Linked DNA regions of Sus scrofa: region 1 is linked to region 2. Evidence: chromatin contacts called from public HiChIP or PLAC-seq data. All regions are on one chromosome and are shown on one strand. Each heading gives the region's core, a stretch centred on a gene start, on an enhancer-like site or on the middle of the called end of the contact. The rest is flanking DNA. Distances are from core to core; before and after follow the strand shown. Region 1 overlaps DYRK1A (dual specificity tyrosine-phosphorylation-regulated kinase 1A). Region 2 has its middle 94 kb from the start of DSCR3.

Evidence for each region. HiChIP or PLAC-seq counts read pairs in DNA pulled down with a chosen protein or histone mark.
Region 1: an H3K27ac HiChIP or PLAC-seq map of skeletal muscle shows a contact between it and region 2. The contact joins two enhancer-like sites. A contact is called at or near these places in 2 of 2 datasets of contacts at active chromatin or transcription factors (alveolar macrophages and skeletal muscle).

What each region holds. Positions count from the first base shown.
Region 1 is chr13:201,105,228-201,111,867 of Sscrofa11.1, reverse strand. All of the region lies in intron 2 of DYRK1A (dual specificity tyrosine-phosphorylation-regulated kinase 1A), which reads right to left. Among named protein-coding and RNA genes, the nearest start is that of DYRK1A, 100 kb to the right of the region's middle. Within about 2 kb of position 4,682, at least 10 of the 83 cell types and tissues checked have an H3K27ac peak or open chromatin away from gene starts, as enhancers often do. A contact at or near this core is called in skeletal muscle, where this site is marked.
Region 2 is chr13:200,829,405-200,836,347 of Sscrofa11.1, reverse strand. No RefSeq gene overlaps it. Among named protein-coding and RNA genes, the nearest start is that of DSCR3, 94 kb to the left of the region's middle. Within about 2 kb of position 3,082, at least 16 of the 83 cell types and tissues checked have an H3K27ac peak or open chromatin away from gene starts, as enhancers often do. A contact at or near this core is called in skeletal muscle, where this site is marked.

The DNA.
Region 1 (6,640 bases), core at 3,433-5,932, 270 kb before region 2:
CCAGATGCTCAATAGCCAAGCAATCTTTTTTGGGGGAGCGGAGGCATGTAGAAGTTCAAGAGCCAGGGATCAAGCCCACGCTAATGGCAGCAACCCAAGCTGCTGCAGTGAAAATGCCAGACCCTTAACCTGCTGCACCACAAGGGCACTCCTAACAGCCTAGCATTCTTTTTTTTTTTTTTTAGGGCTGCATCCACAGCATATGGAGGTTCCCAGGATAGGGGCAGAATCAGAGTTGTTGCTGCCAGCCCACGCCACAGCCACAGCCACGCGGGATCCCAGCCGTGTCTGGGACCTACACCACAACTCACGGCAACACCAGATCCTTAACCTACTAAGTGAGGCCAGGGATCGAACCCAAAAGCGCTCGTGGTTACTAACCGAGTTCGTTAACCACTGAGCCATGACAGAAACTCCCAGCCTAGCATTCTTAACGTGCATACACAATCAACAGATTATTAGAAATGATTTAAAACATAGAGGAAATTATGGACAAAATAAAAGAAGGAACAGCAAATTTTACTAGATAAATGGAAACTATAAAAAGGTACCAAGAAGAAATTTTAGAAATGAAAAATAATTGAAGTGAAAAAATTCACTGAATGGACCTCGAGGGCAGATTAGCCACTGCCGAAGGGAGAAATAAAATCAGTGAATTTAAAAACAAAGGCATATAAAACAATCAAACTGAAAACAAGTATAAAATTTAATGGAAAAAAATTTAAAAGAAGTATCCAAAACTTAGTTTGCTAATCAAGTTAATATACCTGTTTGGAGGAGAAAGAAATTCGGGGAGAAAAATTTATGAACAAATAATAGAAGTTTTCCAAATTCAATGAAAGCATCAACACACAGACCCAAATTAAAAGAACCCCAAGCAGTATAAAAACACCACATTCCACTGAGACACGAACCAAATGTCTGAAAACCAACAATGAAGAAAAAATTTTAAATCAGCCATAGGGTGTAAAATACAGATTTACACTAAGGAAAACCACTGAATTCTCATCAGAAACCATACACGCCAGAAAAAAATAAAGCAGTATCTTTTTTTTTTTTTTGGCCGTGCATAAGTTCTCAGGCCAGGGATCAAACCCATGCCACAAGCAGTGACCTAAGCCACCACCTGTGACAATGTCAGATCCTTAACCATGAGGCCACTAGGGAACTCCCAAGCAATATCTTTAAAATGACAAAAGAAAAAGACTTTAACTTGCAATTCTATATCCAGTGAAAACATCCTTCAAAATTATGAAGGCAAAACACTTTTTCAGACAAATGAAAGTGAAAAAATTTGTCAACAGCAAATTTGGACAAAAACCTGTTCACAGTTCACAGAAGGAAAATGATTCCAGGTAGAAATTGTGATCTACACAATAGAATAAAGGCCAGCTGGAAATGTAAAATAGATAGATAAAATAGTAAAGACATTTCTCTCATCAATGATTTTAAAAGATAATTTAAGATTTTAAATTTTTCTAAAAATTTCTGTTTAAAGCAAAAAACATAATATATTGGGAGTTTACAACATATAGAAAAGCAAAACACACACAAACCACAAGACCAAGGACAAAAGAGGTAAAACAGAAGTAGAAAACAATGTAACTTAAGGATGCATGTGGTAAGCCCTCAAGCAACCCCTGAAAAAGGTCAGATGGATGGGTGGGTGGATGGATTATCCTCAATTCAGTTACAGGAATTCTTACTTAACCCTACAGTAAATGGTCCCTAGCCCTTCCAATTACAAAAGACAAACCAAATTCTTACAGCTGAAGTAAAAAGTCAAGAACTTTTTTTTGTTCTTGTCTTTTTAGGGCCGCACCCACGGCATGTGGAAGCTCCCAGGCTAGGGGTCTCTTCAGAACTGCAGCTGCCAGCCTACACCACAGCCACAGCAACTTGGGCTCCAAGCCATGTTTGAACCCTTTCACCCACTGAGTAAGGTCAGGAATCGAACCCACATCCTCATGGACACAAGTCAGATTTGTTAACCCTTAGCCACAACAGGAACTCTAAGAACTTATTTTTAATAATAGCATCTGGAACACAAAAAGGGTTAAAATAATCAGGATACAGCTCAGGATACAGCTGCTAGATTCCATAAATTATTATACAATGTAACAGATAACATGGGTAAATTTATATTTTCTCTAATATTCTAAAATTATAAAATATTTTTAAATAGTAAGAATAAATAAAACGGATAATACTACCTGGGTATTTTATGGGTTGTGAGCAGTCATAAAAATTTCAAGTGGAAAGAGAAATACTTTTTCTTATAGGGCCCATAAAATAAACATGTTCAATCAGTAATAAACCTATTTAAGTAAAAAACCAATTTCCCCCTTTAATAGGAAACATGGTGTCAAGCAGCCTTTAAGCCCTTAATTTTCAGGAATGGGTAGCAGGGGTTGGGGCTGAAACAAAAGACAGGTAAACAAAGATACACAAGGTCGCCGTGAAATTTCAGAGGTGAGATTAAACCTTTCAAGAGATCAAGTCCAATCACTCCAAGAAGATGAAGATCAGTGACTCTCTAACTTGGCCTGGTAGCTAGTTAGGGACTGCCAGTGGATTAGTAGCTGAATTCCGCCTCCTGGTTAATAACGTTCCTGAAACATAAACTCTACTGTCCTCCAGCTCTGTTCATTTCCCAATCTCCAGAGCTTAAACAGTGCTCAACACATAGTGGACATACTTTAAGTAGCTACTGCCTAACCAACTGACTATGGAGTGTGAAGAGTATAGGCATTTACAAATTTATAAGTATGAACCTGCCATCAGGAGAAAATTTAGAAGTGCCAACACAAAATGGAAGATTATTATGCTGCAATAGATTAAACATATAAGCTGATGAATTTTAGTATGATTAACCAATTAAGTGACTGCAGGAGTTCCCGTCTTGGCTCAGCAGTTAATGAACCTGACTAATATCCATGAGGATGCAAGTTCGATCCCTGGCCTCACTCAGTGGGTTAAGGATTTGGCGTTGCCTTGAGCTGTGGTGTAGGTCACAGACTCGGCTTGGATCCTGAGAAGCTGTGGTGTAGGCCGGCAGCTAGAGCTCTCATTAGACCCCTAGCCGGGAACTCCCACATGCCTCAGGTACGGCCCTAAAAAAAAAAAAAAAAAAAAAAAAAAAAAAAAAAATTTAAGTGACTGCAACAAAACTTTTCAAAACTGAAAACTAAAACTTTACTATGAAAATTACATGCTAAAGAAACACTTAACATAGCAACCAAAATAATGGCTACTTGTACAAGATGGTCAAAAACATGCTTCAGAGGCAAATACGTTTGAAGCAAATACAATTTAAAATGGTTTATTTTCATGACGATAGCTGTGTGATCCTTGCTGGCTTATAACTGTTTTAAATTTATACAGTCTCTAACCCACCCACCCCATCCTACGCCAGTCTTAAGGGGAAACAAAAAGCAAACTGGCTTCTGGTAGTTTAATTTTAGATGTTGTTTCACTGGACAGCCCTGCAGAGGGGCAGAAAAGGATGCCTTTTGCACCAGCAGAATTCAGATAACAGCACAAGGAAACAGCAGATGAGACAACAGCTGCTGAAGCAGCCTTTTCAGGCATTATCAGTGTCTCAACACAAAAACCGTGTCACATATAAACATAAGACCTTATTTACATTAATTTCTTTCTAGCCACAGTATGACAAAAACATGATTTATTCAACAGGTAACTAACCAGGCTAAACTGAGATAAAGCTCCTAAAAAAAATTTTAAAAGAAAAAAATATACTACCTCTATGAGAATAAATGGTATTTTCAAGAATCTAGAAGATCTACACAGAACAGTGCTGGTTGCTCTATCAGGTATCCAGGTTAATATGAAAGAAACTGAGCAAACAACTGGGGTCCTGACTAGAGTGCCTGTATAAATGCTAAACACTTATTTAACTGAAGGATTCATGTGTTCACGGCAGTCATTCGGCCTTCGGTAAGTTTAACTTTCATAAATAAAGCTACCAAAAGCTTTACCAAAGTGATATAAGTTGTTCAAATCGACAGACTGGTTATAATCAAGAAACAATTCAAGCAAGCTAAGAAACTATTATCACCCAGATTAGTCAGCCAGACCCTGAGAGTCTAGGGTGTCTTTCAACCACAATTTCAATGAAAGAAATGATGACAGTGACCCAAGGTTACCAGACAGCTGTCCCTCCTACTGGGACCTGTCAGATGACGTACCCTTGTTGACGGTTTCGAAAATGCAGTTACCTGAAGAGGACTGCCAGCAGTCAACACATGAAACAGTTCAATTCAGCCTAACGTGACATGTGCATTCAATGAATGCCACTTTTTTTTTAAAATTAATGCCACTGTCTGTTCTCAGTCAGAAGACGGTGTTTTCATTCACTTCCTCTCGGGTCAGCTATTGGCGGGAGAGTTAAGGGCGAGCACTGAAACCATCCTGGTGGGAAAACTGCAGATCTCATCGGCACCTTTGTGACGCCTGTGGCCTGGGGCTCTGCTTTCCGCATCTCACAGGCAAATGGAGCATGTTCATTTACAAAACAGGTACAATGAAAACTACATCTGGAGAGTTCAGCTTGCTACACAGAAATACTCTGAGCTAGGATTTAAGACTACCTCTGCTTGCCATGACACTGGCACAAATGCAACATGGTGACAAACAAGCCAGTTTCCTCATACATGAAATGTGATGAGTCATCATCCTGTCCCGTCTGTAAATGCAAAGTACCGCCCTGGATGTGAAATTATACGGGTCATTGCCAGAGGAAAGGAAAGTTTCGCTCGAAAATCTGTTTAGAGCTTCACAGACATTTTAATGAATGGAGGTTAGAATCTAACTTATTTCCTTTTTAAAAAATCTACATGTGCAGCCCTAAAGACCGCCCCTCCAAAAAAAAACCTACATAAAAACATAGTAAAATACAATCTATCTAAAAAAACTTTTGGAGCTCCCACTGTGGTGCAATGGGATCGGCAGCATCTTGGAAGCACTAACACAGGTTCGATCCCTAGCCTTGGCACATGGGTTAATAAGGTTAATAACTGCAGCTCAGATCTGATCCCTGGCCCGGGGACTCCATATGCTATGGGATAGCCAAAAATGGGGGGAAAAAAAAACTTTAAATGTTTTATACACACACACGTATACAGACATGTGCATATATATACACACAAACACAATGTGTGAATATGTACATATATATAAAACCTGAATTACCCAAAGATGCTCCCTCCCCCACCTAGTTCTAGGATTTTTTCTTCACATCTCTTGACTGTAACTTTGCCAGGGTCTGTACACACTAAGTTGCCTTTCAGAAACCCGAAAGTACGAAAAGAAAAGAAATGATATCTTACAACACACCTAAAAGCTGAAGTATTATGACGCTTTTAAAAAGCTGAACAATGGCTGCTTAGCTGTCTTCCCCTCAGGGGAAGAAGAATCAGAACACAGAAGGAGGCAGCCAGGAAATAAAACACAGGTGGAAATGTCACCTACCACAGGCTGCCATCACCTTCAGCCAGGCCACAACCATGCCACTTTAAGAGGTGTCTGGAGGTGTTACACAAAGTTTCTTGGGAAAGAAAAGCTGCCTCAAACCTTCCCTGATCTTTGCCTCTGCCTTCTCCCAGAGCAGACACAGCAACAGCAGCTGAGGGAAAAGAATACACTTTTTAAAACTCTCTCACCTCTCCTATCTTGGGCAGAAAAGAGGAGAACCATATACGTAACTCCTCTCCTCCTTTTTAGTTCTCGTAGACAGCTGTTAAACGTACAAGATATTTCTAAATCTAGTTAAGCACTTGGTTGGGTACCTATATTGAATTGCAGCATAACACTTAAAATTATCCAATGAGGCAATCATTTGGCTTTGTGATTCCAATTAAAACACTGTATATTTACAGGGATTTTCCATTACAAAATGCCTGAAAGGCAAGATATTCATCTGACCAGAGACACTTTAAAAGTTAAGCACTGAGAAAATTGTTAATTGTTCAACAAAGGTTATAAAATGTAATAATATAAAAAAGGAATCCTTTATTAAAAGTACATTTATGCAGCAAATAAACACATCATTTTAGAGCTCACTGTTAATCTTCCCCCTTCCATAATCTACTGTGCAAAAGTGTTTCAAATTGTCATCTGAGTTCCATACCAAATAAAAACAGTCTAGAAAATGTTACTGTTCAAAGCATTATATAATATCCTTAAACATACAAAGTTCTCTAACAATACAATTAAAAACACTAAGACCTGCACCTCCCCCAACCTCACAGAAAAAAAGTCAGACCAAAGATGCAATTCTTGGAATTCCTGTCGTGGCACAGTGGAAATGAACCTGACTAGGAACCATGAGGTTTCGGGTTTGATCCCTGGCCTTGCTCAGTGGGTTAAGGATCCTGCGTTGCTGTGAGCTGTGGTGTAGGTCACAGACTCAGCTCGGATCCCGCACTGCTGTGGCTCTAGCGTAGGCCATCGGCCACAGCTCCGATTCGACCCCTAGCCTGGGAGTCTCCATAGCGGCCCTAAAAAGACAAAAAGACAAAAAGAAAAAGAAAAAAGATGCAATTCTCACAAACCAATAATAAGCATATGGGGGAACCTTCAAAAAACTCACTAAAAGTCAGTCAGTCGATAGATAGGTAGC
Region 2 (6,943 bases), core at 1,833-4,332:
GGGCTCGGGTACCCGGTCCCCGCCAGGCTGCCGCTCCAGACCGCCAGGGACCTGCTCGGGGCGGTGGGGCCGCCCGGACACGCAGAGGCTTTTTGAGACGGAAAAAGCCACCCTCTTTTAGAGTGTGGCACAGGGGTGGGGGGAGGGAGCACTAGGATATAAGAGAGTTTGACGGCAGAACTTAAATCTAAAATCCTTTGACCGCTTGAGAAAAAAAATTACGGAAACACAGAGGTCACTACCCTCTTTTGCCTCCGAAGTGAGAACATAATCTCATTTCATGCATTTATTCGCTGTGTTCCTGTGATAACGTCTTACTCTTTTCTAAGTGGAAGCCCCTGTCAGGTGCGATACGGGGAATATAAAGGTAACTGAGGTGTCAGCAGGCTTTCTTGGATCTCTGCCTCACGCAAGTTTAAGTTGAATCTTTTTTTTTTTTTTTTTTTGCCTTGCCCTGTCAAAATCCGAATTTCCCCTAAACATACTAGCAAGTTCCACGGGGTTTCTGTCCTTAGATCAACTCTTGCTCCAGGTGTCTGCTGCTCTGCTCTGCAGCTCACCGAGTCCTGAAACTCCTCCCCCACCTTGTCCACGCGCAGGACCTCAGCTCACACAGATTAACCGCGATAGATGCTGTCACGGAGAAGTGGGAGGGTTGGGAAGGGGTGATTTGTATTTTCAAATGGCCTGTTAGACATCCCGCTTTTGTGGGTTTTTTTTTTGTTGTGTTTTTTTTTTTGTTTGTTTTTGTTTTTTTGGCTTTTTGCCATTTCTTGGGCTGCTCCTGTGGCATATGGAGGGTCCCAGGCTAGGGGTCTAATCAGAGCTGGAGGTGCCAGCCACAGCCACAGCCACAGCAATGTAGGATCCGAGCCGCGTCTGCAACCTACACCACAGCTCACGGCAAGGCCAGATCCTTAACCCACTGAGCGAGGCCAGGGATCGAACCCGCAACCTCATGGTTCCTAGTCAGATTCGTTAACCACTGAGCCACGACGGGAACTCCTAGACATCCTGCTTTTGAAATGCCCCCCAGGACTTTCAGGTCTGGTCAGAATGGAAGAACAGATATGGGACTTCTTCCTTCACAATGAAATAATATAAAACTGGACAAATATGAAGCAACTGCTTCCAGACCTTGGATAAGAACCATCACAGGACTACAGTCCTCAAGGAAAGTGAGACGTGAGGTGAGTGCAGACTCGCCATAGCTTTCTGCCTGGGGACACTTTCCCTCCTGGGGCTTAGGGGAGTGGTCCCACAAGCAGGGAGGTTCTCAATGGGGACAAATAAGAGAGACTGACTGGCATGCTGAGGTGGCTGGCACCCATGGGGCAGGGTAAAGAGAGGAGGACTCCCCCATGAGAAGGGGCTCCAGAAATGGGCAGAGAAGCTCCCCCCAGCTCAGCCCAGTACTCCGCTGTGGGTGAGCAGGACTGGACCTGGCAGAGACCTGCTCCCGAGGGGCTGTGAGATGAGTGAAGAGTTTGGACATCTCAAAATGCTGGAAGCACCTGAGGTTCTGACCAGCCAGACCAGAGAGACCTTAACATCCTGGTCATTTAATTGCGAAAAAGGTAGTGCTTGTTAGTAGGACTCTGCCAGCCTCAGGGCAAAGGCCATCGAAACCTACACATGGAGTTCCTGTCGTGACTCAGTGGTAATGAACCTGACTAGTTTCCATGAGGACATGGGTTCGATCCCTAGCCTTGCTCAGCGGGTTAAGGATCTGGCGTTGCTGTGAGCTGTGGTGTAGGTCACAGATGTGGCTCGGATCTGGCGTTGCTATGGCTGTGGCGTAGGCCAGTGGCTGCAGTTCTAATTAGACCCCTAGCCTGGGAACTTCCATATGCCACAGAAGTGGCCCTAAAATGCAAAAACAACAAATCAAACAAAAAACCCTACATGCACAAAGCCTATTAACAAGCCTGGGAGGAGTAAGAGTGCTCAGCAAATTAAGTGCCTTTCAGAATAAAGCTACACATTATCTACACATTATTTAAAGGATGACGACCAAACACAGCCTCTCAACAGTGGAGTATCCAAGATATCCAGTATGTAATCCAAGGGAGTTAGTGTTTAACGGGTACAGAGTTTCAGTTTGAGAAGATGAAAAGGCTGTGCAGGTGGATGGTGGTGATGATGGTACAAGGAGAATGTACAGGTGACCCTTGAACAACGTGGGTTTGAACTGCAGGGGTCCACGTGGACTTTTTCCATAAATACTACAGCACTGCATGATCCACAGTGGGTAGGAACCCCAGACACGGAGGGCCAGCTGTAAAGCTATACGTGGATTTTCCACTGAGGGGAGGGGGGTGGTGTCCGTTGTTCAAGGGTCAGCCATACTTAATGTCGCTGAACCGTACACTTAGTTAAAATGGTAAAGTTTTTTGTTTTTTGTTTTTGTTTTTTGGTCTTTTTAGGGCCGCACCCATGACACATGGAGGTTCCCAGGCTAGGGCTCAAATGGGAGCTGTAGCTGCCAGCCTACACCACAGCCACAGGAAGAGGGATCCAAGCCACATCTGCAACCTACACCACAGCTCATGGCAACACCAGATCCTTGACCAGACCCTACACCACAGCTCATGGCAACACTGAGGGAGGACAAGGATCAAACCCACATCCTCATGGATACTAGTTGGGTTCGTTAACCACTGAGCCACAATGGGAACTCCCTAAAATGGTAAATTTTATGTTATGTATGTTTTACCCCAAGTTTTAAGAAACACTTTCTAAGACAACTGCTTCCAGGAACAACAAGGACGAGAGGTAGCTCCTGCTTCAAACACTAAAACACCAGAAAAAATAGACGAAACAATGATACGCAGACACTGGCATCAGGCAGCACAGACTAATCGTTCAGAAAGGGGAAAAATGAGACGAGACAATAATGTCCCAACGTACTGCAGGGACCGAGTTCCCAGACCACCGCGCAAGCAGGGGAGACCCCAGTGGAGACAGTGGTCTCCCTGAATGGAGCTGCGAGTGAGAAGGGCCAAGGCAGCCAGAGGGGGAGACAGAGTACCCAGAGGGAAGGTGTCAGACAGAGCGGCCTGGGGATGCGCAGGCGCGCCCCCTTGCGTCTTGAGCTGAGTACTGCTCAGCACACGCGAATAAGACGCTAACAGACTGGGCAAAGAATCCCCCGGGGAATGACGGGGTAATCTCTGTGCTTCACTTAGAACCAGGAATGGTTCCAGCGAATTCCAGTAATTTACAAGGCATCAGACAGAAGACTCCGACGGTACTGCTACAGACGTGAAGAAAAAATTAGCCCCAGATTAAAATCTACTCTAGTCTCAACTATGTTTAAAACTAACAATAAAAGTATCAAACTAGAGTTCCCGTCATGGCTCAGAGGAAGCGAGTCTGACTAGCATCCATGAGGACACAGGTTTGATCCCTGGCCTTGCCCAGTGGGTGAGGGATCCGGCATTGTCATGAGCTGTGGTGTAGGTCGCAGACACGGCTCCAATCTGGCATTGTTGTGGCTGTGGTGTAGGCCGGCAGCTACAGCTCGGATTCGACCCCTAGCCTGGGAACCTCCATATGTTGTGGGTGTGGCCCTAAAAAGCCAAAAAAAAAAAAAAAAAAAAAAAAGGAAAAGAAAAAAAGTATCAAACTATTTCCAAGTAACTTAACTACATTGCAGAACAAAGCTCTAAAATATTTATAGGTACAGAAAAATATCTGCCATACAATAAGATAAAAGTTGTATTGTCTAGTATTTAATAAAAAATTACCAGGCACACAAAGAAGCAGGGAAATATGATCCGTAATGATGAGAAAAATCAATCAAGAGAAACAGACCAAAAAAGGGCATAGATGATAGAATCAGACAAGGACATTACATATTAACATTAAGACAGTTACTATAACCATATTTTCTATGTTCAGGAAGGCAGAGCAAATGTTAAACACATTAAGTAGAGACCCAGAACTACTAACAAGACCTAGAAGGAACTTCTAGACTTGAAAATTATGTCTGAGATGAAAAATACTTTTGGTGGGATTAAGAACAGATCAAACTCTGTAGCAAAAAAAAAAAAAAAAAAGAAAAAAGAAACTTAAAGATATACCGCTACTACCCACAATAAAACACAGAGGGGAAAAAAAAAGACTGAAAAAAAAAAGGGGGAACATCCTATCATTGAGCTGTAAGACAACTTCAAGGAGCCTAATGCCAGGGTCACACCCAAGACATAGGGAAGTTCCTGGGCCAGGGAATCAAACTGTGCCACAGTAGCGACCCAAGCCACTGCAGGGACAACACCAGATCTTTAACCCATTGCATCGCAACAGAGATAAAGAGAACATCTTAAAAAGCAGCCAGAGGAAAAAAAAAAAGCACATTACATGCAGAGAAACCAAGATAAGAATGACATCAGACTTCATACTGGGACCAGAGTGAGACAATGAAGTAAATATACTCAGAGCACTGAAAATAAAAAGTTATAAACTCGGACTTCTATATGTATTAAAACATATTTCACAAAAAGGTAAAATAAAGAAGCGTTTTTCAGACATTCGAAAGCTGAATGATTTCATCACTAGGGGACTTGATTTGCAAAAAACGCTAAAGGAAATCCTCCAAGCAGAAGAAAAGTAATTCCAGAACGCAATCTGTACCTACATATAAGACAGTACTTGAAATCTACACACGTGGAAATAAAAGACTATTTCACCTATTTAAAAAGACCCCTTAAGAGATCACTGCTAGATATTTAAAGTTCCCAACACACACACACACACACACACACACACACACACACACACACACACATGCAAACTCATGTGTGCTGTCATGGTGATGGATATGTTAACTAACATTATTATGATAATCACTCTGCAACAAAAAGCCAGGTTGGTGGTACAGATGCACATCCTTAGCCATTAAAAAAAATACAAATCAGAGTTCCCTGTGGCATAGTGGGTTAAGGACCCTGCACTGTCACTGCAGCAGCCAGGGTCACTGCTATGGTGTGGCTTCAGTTCCTGGCCTGGGAACCTCCATTTGCCACAAGGGTGGCCAAAAAAATAAATAAAAATAAAAATAAATAAAACCACATGAGTTAGCACTTCACACCCACTAGGAGGCTATGTGAAAAAGACAGGCAACAGCAAGTGCCAGTGAGACTGTGCAGCTGGACCACTCATATTTGCTGGTGGGGATGTAAAAATGGTACAGCCAACCACTTTGGAAAACAGTCTGGCAGCTTCTCAAAAAGTTAATTACAGAGTTACCACATGACCCAGCAATTCCACTGCTAGGTATATGCCCAGGAGAAATGAAAACATATGTCCAGGCAAAAACGTGAACATGAATGTTCATCCCAGCATTATGCATAAAAGTCAAAAGGTGGAAGCAGACAAAATGTCCATCAACTGAAAAACGGATAAATAAAATGTAGCACATTCATACAAGAGAATGTTATTCTGCAATAAAAAGAAACAAAGTACTGAAACATGCTATAAAATAGGTGAACTCTGAAAACACTATGCTAATGAAAGAAGGCGATCACGAAAGACCACATATTGTATAATTCTGTTCATATCACTTGTCCAGAAGAGACAAATCTATAGACAGAAAGTGGATTGGTGGTCATCTAGAATTCACAGGATGGAAGAAAGAGGCGTGACTGTTAAAGATACAAAGTTTCATTTTGAAGGATAAAAATATTCTAAATTGGTGATGGTTGCACAACTCTGCATGTATTAATAACCTTGGGTTAGACACTTTCAAGGGATGAATTGTATAGTATGTCAATTATAGTTCGATAAAATTGTTTCCAAACACCGTAACTGACTGTTCACAACAAAAACAACTACAATGTGCTGAGCTTATAACTTATCAGGTTTAAAATGTATAGCAATTATAACACAAAGGCCTGGAGGGGGAAATGGAAGACTACTGCTGTAAGGTTTTTGTAAGAAAGCTAGCATAATATTTTAAGGAAGTCAAAGGAGAGTTCCTATTATAGCTCAGTGGGTTAAGAACCCAACTAGTATCTGTGAGGATGCAGGTTCCATCCCTGGCCTCGCTCAGTGGGTTAAGGATGTGGTGTTGCCACAAGCTGTGGTGTAGGTCATAGATGCGGCTCGGATCTGGCATGGCTGTGACTGTGGCATTGACTGGCAGCTGCAGCTCTGATTTAACCCCTAGCCTGGGAACTTCCATATGCTGCAGGTGCAGCCCCAAAAAAGAAAAAAATAATAAAATGTGTATTATAAATCATAAATCAAAAACCAAAACTCAAATAGATAGCTAATAAATCAAAAAATTAATAAACGATTCCTCAAAAACATGGCAAAAATAGGAAAATGGGGATGAAAAGATACTGCAAGTAGAAAACAAATAGCAAGATACTAAATTTAAACACAACATATTGATAATTACATTAAATGTAAATAATTAAAAAGCATAAATTGTCAGGTTGGCTTAAAACATAATACCTAACTATATCCTGCTTACAAAATGCCTAATTTAAATATAAAGACATAAATAGAGTAAAGGTAAAGGGATGGGAAAATATATACTGTTCCAACACTAACCAACAACAATAAAACAAAACTGGAGTAGCTATACTAATATCGGGCAAAGTAGATTTCAAACCTAAGAATATTACTAGAAATAAAAAATGGTCATTTCATAATGATAAGGAGGCAATTCAACAAGAGGACATACACTAAATATTTACGTACCTAATAACAAAGCTTCAAAATACACAAACTAAAATCTGCTAGAACTCCAAGAAGAGAGAAATCCACAATTGCCAGTCAGAAGTGTCACACTCTAATTGGGAGCATGAATTGTCAGAAAATCAGAAAGTACATACAAGCTTTTTTTTTGTTTTGTTTTTTTGTCTTGTTGCCTTTTCTAGGGGCCGCTCCCATGGCATATGGAGGTTCCCAGGCTAAGGGTCGAATTGGAGCTGTA